Regions from separate parts of the Mus musculus genome. Here region 1 is linked to region 2. A link is a contact called in public HiChIP or PLAC-seq data. All regions are on one chromosome and are shown on one strand. The core of a region is the stretch at or near the end of the contact, and the rest is flanking DNA. Distances in the headings are between cores, read along the strand shown.

Evidence for each region. HiChIP or PLAC-seq counts read pairs in DNA pulled down with a chosen protein or histone mark.
Region 1: a contact with region 2 is called in an H3K4me3 HiChIP or PLAC-seq map of bone marrow-derived macrophages, with 2.5 times the contacts expected there. The contact joins two enhancer-like sites. A contact is called at or near these places in 5 of 39 promoter capture datasets (embryonic stem cells, liver, macrophages and 1 more), 3 of 484 Hi-C or Micro-C datasets (the AML12 cell line, bone marrow-derived macrophages and embryonic stem cells), 3 of 115 datasets of contacts at active chromatin or transcription factors (bone marrow-derived macrophages and embryonic stem cells) and 4 of 9 other capture datasets (adipose tissue, embryonic stem cells, liver and 1 more).

What each region holds. Positions count from the first base shown.
Region 1 is chr4:145,298,890-145,301,845 of GRCm38.p6, forward strand. All of the region lies in intron 2 of Tnfrsf8 (tumor necrosis factor receptor superfamily, member 8), which reads right to left. Among named protein-coding and RNA genes, the nearest start is that of Tnfrsf8, 15 kb to the right of the region's middle. Within about 2 kb of position 1,427, at least 89 of the 459 cell types and tissues checked have an H3K27ac peak or open chromatin away from gene starts, as enhancers often do. A contact at or near this core is called in bone marrow-derived macrophages, where this site is marked.
Region 2 is chr4:145,135,200-145,138,264 of GRCm38.p6, forward strand. The region is part of intron 25 of Vps13d (vacuolar protein sorting 13D); the gene reads right to left. Among named protein-coding and RNA genes, the nearest start is that of Vps13d, 58 kb to the right of the region's middle. Within about 2 kb of position 1,727, at least 13 of the 459 cell types and tissues checked have an H3K27ac peak or open chromatin away from gene starts, as enhancers often do. A contact at or near this core is called in bone marrow-derived macrophages, where this site is marked.

The sequences.
Region 1 (2,956 bases), core at 177-2,676, 160 kb after region 2:
TGGTAACAGGCTGGCCTTCCACCCTCCATTTCTCATACCTAAATCCCATTCATCTCTGCTTTAAGCGGTTGCATCAGATAATGCTTGTGTTACAGACGGAGGCATGGACCTCGATGGAGGTCACTGGGAACAAATAGGCAGCCCAAGAATGGGGAAGATCTGGCATTCCTGGCCTGCCAACTGACAATCCGTGACCATGGACAATTGCAGCGACCTCACTCATAGTGACAATATGATCTGTTTCTCCTAGAGTGGACAAGGGTGAAGCGTCGGTGAAGTTCAGCAAGTATAGTCTGAGTGCTGGCTGTCACTCTCAGCAGAGGTCCTGATTCTCTGAGGGAACTGGGGGGACTATGGGGAGTTAAGGCCATGAAGATACTGATTCAAGCTGACTGAGAGGCCCTGGAACCACCCAGCAATCTTCCTCCCAAACTTAGAGGACAGGAGATGCAGGATGATGACGGAGGCAAAGGGTACATGATATCTGCCAGGTTCTATCTGTTCTGCCAGAGCCTGTCATGTTTGTTCAGTCACGTATGTTTCCCACTGCTTCACCACAGGTTAAGCACATGACCGAGGTGGGCTAATCAGAACATTTCATTTTTCTCCATCATCGCCTCAGAATAGGCATGTGACTCCAACAGACCAATCAGAACGTGTTATCTTTCTCACCATTGTGATTGGCTCAACATGGGCACATGACCATCAGACCACCAACCGATAAGCCCCATCCCTTGAGCGTTTTTCAAGATGGATGGTCTGGCTTTTTCTACTGAATTTCTGGTTAAAATTGATGAAATCTGGCTTGGTGGCATATTCCTTTCGTCACGACTGGGGAGTTAAATTTCAGTATCTAAATTTATCTACCTGAAATACTCCCACACTCTTCAGGATGGCTATCTCTGTTTACAGCAATCATTGAGTCTCCTGTTGCAGGGCCTGGATCATATTTGGTGAACCTATGTTCTTCTGACTCATGAATAGAAGCTGGAGAGACACCAGGGCCTTCACCATCCCAACCCTGAACAAGGCCTGGGGTCCAGAACACCAAGGAAGGCTGAAGGAGCTCAGGGTTGAGCTCAGGTGATTGTGGACCGTGTTCAAGTTCCTTCTCTGGCTTCCTATGAGGTTTATGTGCTACTGTGGGGAAAGAGCCAGGCCTCCTTTGTAGTGGCCTGAATCATAAGTGCTGTTGGTCATTTTATGAGGCAGGCAGTGAGTTGTCACCACAGGTATGTCAGCAGAGAACTGGGAAGTGACTGTCAGCAGGTGGCAAGGCACCCCTCCTAGGTGAGGACAGACAGGAGAAGACCTCTCAGCCTCTCAAATTCAAAGGTTTTCCAGCTTCCTCTACCAGCCCACCCACGTGCAAACCCTGCCACATAGTTGAGCGCTGATTTGAGAGGGCGGGCAAAATGTCAGAAATTTCCCCAAAACACGGAAGAAGGGGTTTTTCTGGTTTTCCTCTGTGGCTTGTCCGGAAGCACAGGGTCAATAAAACTCCAGCAAAACGCCCCGCCCACCACAAAGACCTGAGGTGCTCAGCCACTTTCAGCACTGAGCCTTAGAGGAAGTGAGAGGAGGGACCAGCCCCTGTCTGTAAGTCCCAGCTGTTAAGTGGAGAAAGCCTAAGACCTGGGGGTCATGCTCACAAGTGTCTTTCTCTCTCTGACTGGAACTGTGGCTTCAGAACGTCATGGCACTGTGGCCACACCTCTCTGTGGACAGAAGGGCAAAAACCGACCAGAACAGAAATGCAGGAAGCCAGTCCCTTGCAGCAAAGGAAGGCTCGTAGAGGTAGTGTCTCAGAGCTGCAATAGGATGGAGATAGCAGAAAGGGACACGCAGGGGTAAAGGAAACAGACAGCACCAAAGGACCAGAGGCCTGAAAAAAAAAAAAAAAAAAAAAAAAAAAAAAAAAAAAAAAACGGGAGGAGCTGGAAGAAATGACCTCTTCCAAGAGTGATCTTGCCATTGGATTGAAGGGTGGGTGGGTGGGTGGGTGGAGGGAATAGATGAGGAGCAGGACTAGATGAGAGGATGGGGAGGTGGGAGGAGACCACTGTGGACTAGAATTGCTCACACGCCCCACTCCCCACCCCCAATTATAATGAAACCCTTAACTTTAATTTGGAGAGACAGAGGTTTGGGAGCTCACTAAGGATAAAGGAGCCCACCAGAAGCCCTAAACCCATGGGATGAGTGGGTCTCTATGAAAAAGGAGTACACACCATGGAAAGGTGGTACGGTCAGACTGTAAGCCAGGAAGAGCTCTGGACAGAAACCTAATCAGGACAGAACCTTGTCCTTGGGTCCTCCAGTTTCTAACTAGGGGAAAGCAATGGTCTGCAGGACCCCAAAGAGGAATAGGGAAGAGAATGAGCTGGATTGGGAGGCAAGTAGGGGGCAGGAAGGAACCCAAAAGAAGCTGGGTATGGTAGCACAGGCCTGTAATTAATCCCAGCACTGGGAGAGGGCAAGAAGCAAGAGGATCAGGAGTTCAAGGCCAGCATCCGCTGCCACAAAGTTCAAAGGCAGCTTAGGCTACATGGGATTCTGTCAAGCTGTCATCAAAGGATCATCACAGGAACATTTAATTTTGTTCTTGTTGTTTGGCTGTTTTGTTTTGTTTTGTTTTGGGAGACAGGGTTTCTCTGTGTAGCCCTGGCTGTCCTGGAACTCACTCTGTAGATCAGGCTGGCTTCAAGCTCACAGAAATCCACTTGGCTCTGGCTGGGATTAAAGGCTTGCTCCACCACCACCCAGCTCAAATAGTTTTCTTTATGTATATGTGTGTTTATGAGTGTATGTCGTGTGTGTGTGTGTGTGTGTGTGTGTGTGTGTGTGTGTGTGTGTGTGTGTGTGTGTATGTGTGTCCTCAGAGGTGTCAGATCCCCTGGAGCTGAAGTTCACAGGCAGTTGTGAACTGCCTAATGAGGTTGTTGGGAACTGAACC
Region 2 (3,065 bases), core at 477-2,976:
ATGGTACTATGACTGCAATAAAATTAGGCCCCAAGAAGACATTTGTGCTTTCTAATGTCCCCAAATGCATTTACATTTCCCATCTCAGTAATCATAGAAATGAAACCAAAGGCAAACAAAGGAGGCTAGCCACCCATGTCAGATTTCTGCTCATACAGAGTAAAGCCAACCTTGGGATTCTCTTGAAAAGACCGTCCTCTTTCTCGCTGAGTGCTTTGGCTGATTGCAAGTGGAAAAGTTGATTCCAGAGTCAACTAGTCATTGGTGTTTTCAACTTCCCTGGGTCTGCATGACCCCTCAGAGGCCTGTCTGTGTGTGGCTTCTGCATGGTGAGACAGCCCCTTCTCGCCCATCACAGGTACCATTCCTAGGAGTATGAAAAGTGTGGCTCTCTGGGGCTGCAGCAAAGCTGACTCCTCAGCTTTGAAAAAGTTGAAAAGCCACAGCCTCTGCTTTCTGAGCAGTAATCAAAACGATCAGTAGTGCAAACTTCCTGCATTTGTCTAAGGAGCATTACTAGGTAAATGCTATCATTTAAATGTTTCCACAGTAAAAGTGCCTCGGTACGGTATACTTAAACTCCAGAGAGTTTGTTACTCTTTTATTTGACTTACATCTACATCCTCTCTGCAGTTAGTTTAAATAAATCAATAGCTTGAGGAGATCAACCCCAAGCTTTTGAATGACTCTGACTTAGAAATTATGGTTTAAGCAGAAGCTATGGTTGAGAAAAAGAAAAGACAAACATATGCCAGAATCCAAACATATCCTCAGTAAAACAGGTTTCAGAGGAAACTGTCCCACATGTAGGAGCCATAAAACCTTGGGGCAGAGGGCACCAGTGCTCCAGGGATCTACATGTGCCAAGTCAGGAGTATTTGCTGTTCTTGGGCCACTGGACATTGCAGTAGACACACCCCACATGGGCAAGAACATCAACAGACAAGTATAAATGCAGAGCATAAGAAAAAAGTATCAACTCAGAAACCATCCATCAGCACTGAGGTCAGATGAGCTGAACTGCATGCTAAGTACACCAGATCACAGGGATCTAGACAAAAGACACATGCCACACAGCCTTATGGAATTCCACTAAACAACCCAGGAGTCTGTAACACAGCAGCTTTCCTGGGATTTCTGAATATAAAGTGAGGTCATTCAAGAAGTACTAGCCAGAACTAAAAAGACCTTTAATACAGGCCTTAAGTAAAGCTTTCCTATACAGGCAAGAAGTAACTCCCCTAAAGCAGCCACACAAAAAGTAATAAAGCAGGCTTTGCATACAGCAAAGTATTTCAAACGGTCAGCATTTAGGGGCTTCATTTGTTTTGTTTTAAGTACATGAATGTGAACTGACTACTGAATCCCATAAAGATGTTTTGTTTTATTCAGAATAACAGAGAGAGAGAGGAGAGAGAGAGAGAGAGAGAGAGAGAGAGAGAGAGAGAGAGAGAGAGAGAGAGAACACAACCACATATACCTTGAAGAAAAGGCAATCTTTGTAGGTACTGCCACCTAAAATCAAATCCTCAAAAACAAAGACAAGAAAAATTTTGTCATTAAAATCCGTACTGTGATTTGGCTTAACAAAAATTGGAATCTTTTTGTAAAAATGTCTTGCAGTAGTTTGGCAATTCTTCATCCACAGCTAACTTTAGAGCACACTTGTCTGCCCTTATACAGACTCACATGGCATAGAAATGAGCTCATTCCCTTTCCTGGGAGGGGAGAGAAACAAAACACTGCTGCAGAACTAGATTACCATTTCTGACTACAGTTTACCTCCTGTCTCACACTTAGTGTGATCTCAAAATAAAGATCTATTACTGACACATTCCAAAGAACTCACTGTCAATTCCCATCACACTCCCTACACCTCCAGAGAGGGAGAGGGGCTAGAGACAAACTGCAATCATAAGCGCTATGGAGCTCCTCAATAAAGCATGCACACTGGACTCACAGTTGCCCAGTGTGCACAAGAGAAGATGGAACTCTAATGCATGCAAAAGAGGTCCCACTGCCCCTGACCCTGGGACATCCTTGTTCTCCTCTTGCAGCTCTGTAATGAGCTAGTGAACCTGCTTCCCCTGAGTTCAACAGGCTTTTACATCGACTTACTGGATCTGAGGGAGGGGACTGTGTGAACCCCTAAGCTGTTGCTGGTTAGTCAGAAACAAGAGACACCTGGACCTGTGGCTGGTGTCCGAAGTAGGCCCAAGCTTCCTAACTGCAGGTAGCTATACCACTTGGAGCATGCCCAGCAGGTTACTACAGTTAGAAAATGATGTAGGGAAGGCCCTACATAGCTAGTGCCAGAAGTGCTATGAAGAAACAGAGACTTTAGCACCAATGACAGATCAACAATGGTCGGCTCTTTACTACTATCTTCATTGTTCTGATGAGCTTACAATCAAGGTTGATCTCAACTCCTCAAGGCTTATCTCTTTTCCTAGCAGGGAAACAAACAGGCACTGCAGGTGGGGATTCCAGGAAGTCCTATAGCCACACACAATGATGAGTTTGTACTCAATAGAGTACATGAAGGCTGGAGACTAGCAAGGAGTGGGGAGAGCATGTCGCGAGAATGATGGCATCTCTGCTATCTAGAAATGCCACTCAGACTCCTACAAGGCAGACACCAGTGCCTAGGAGTGCCTCCGAGCTCAGCTCTAGAGTTCTCTGGCTGCTCATGCTCAGAGTCCTAGCCTTCCCAAATACAGAGTGAAAATGCTGGCAAATCTCATGCTGACCCTGAACACCTCCAAACATGGTAAGAAACAAATGCCCAGGTTATTTTAAAATGCAGAGTAGGGCATGATCTAACATTTTACCACTAAGATATTCAGTGTCTGCAGATAAAAACAGGATCAAATCATGAAAACAGCTCATCTAGAAAGGAATGCCTTTTTAAAAAAAATTTACTATTACAGTGTAAGTACATGATGTGTGTATGTGAATAGGAGTACATGTGAGTATCTGAAAGTATCTAATTTTGGGGGTCCATTCTCTCCTTCTACTATAGTTCCAGGGACTGAACTCAATGGTCAGACTTGGTGGCAAGTCTT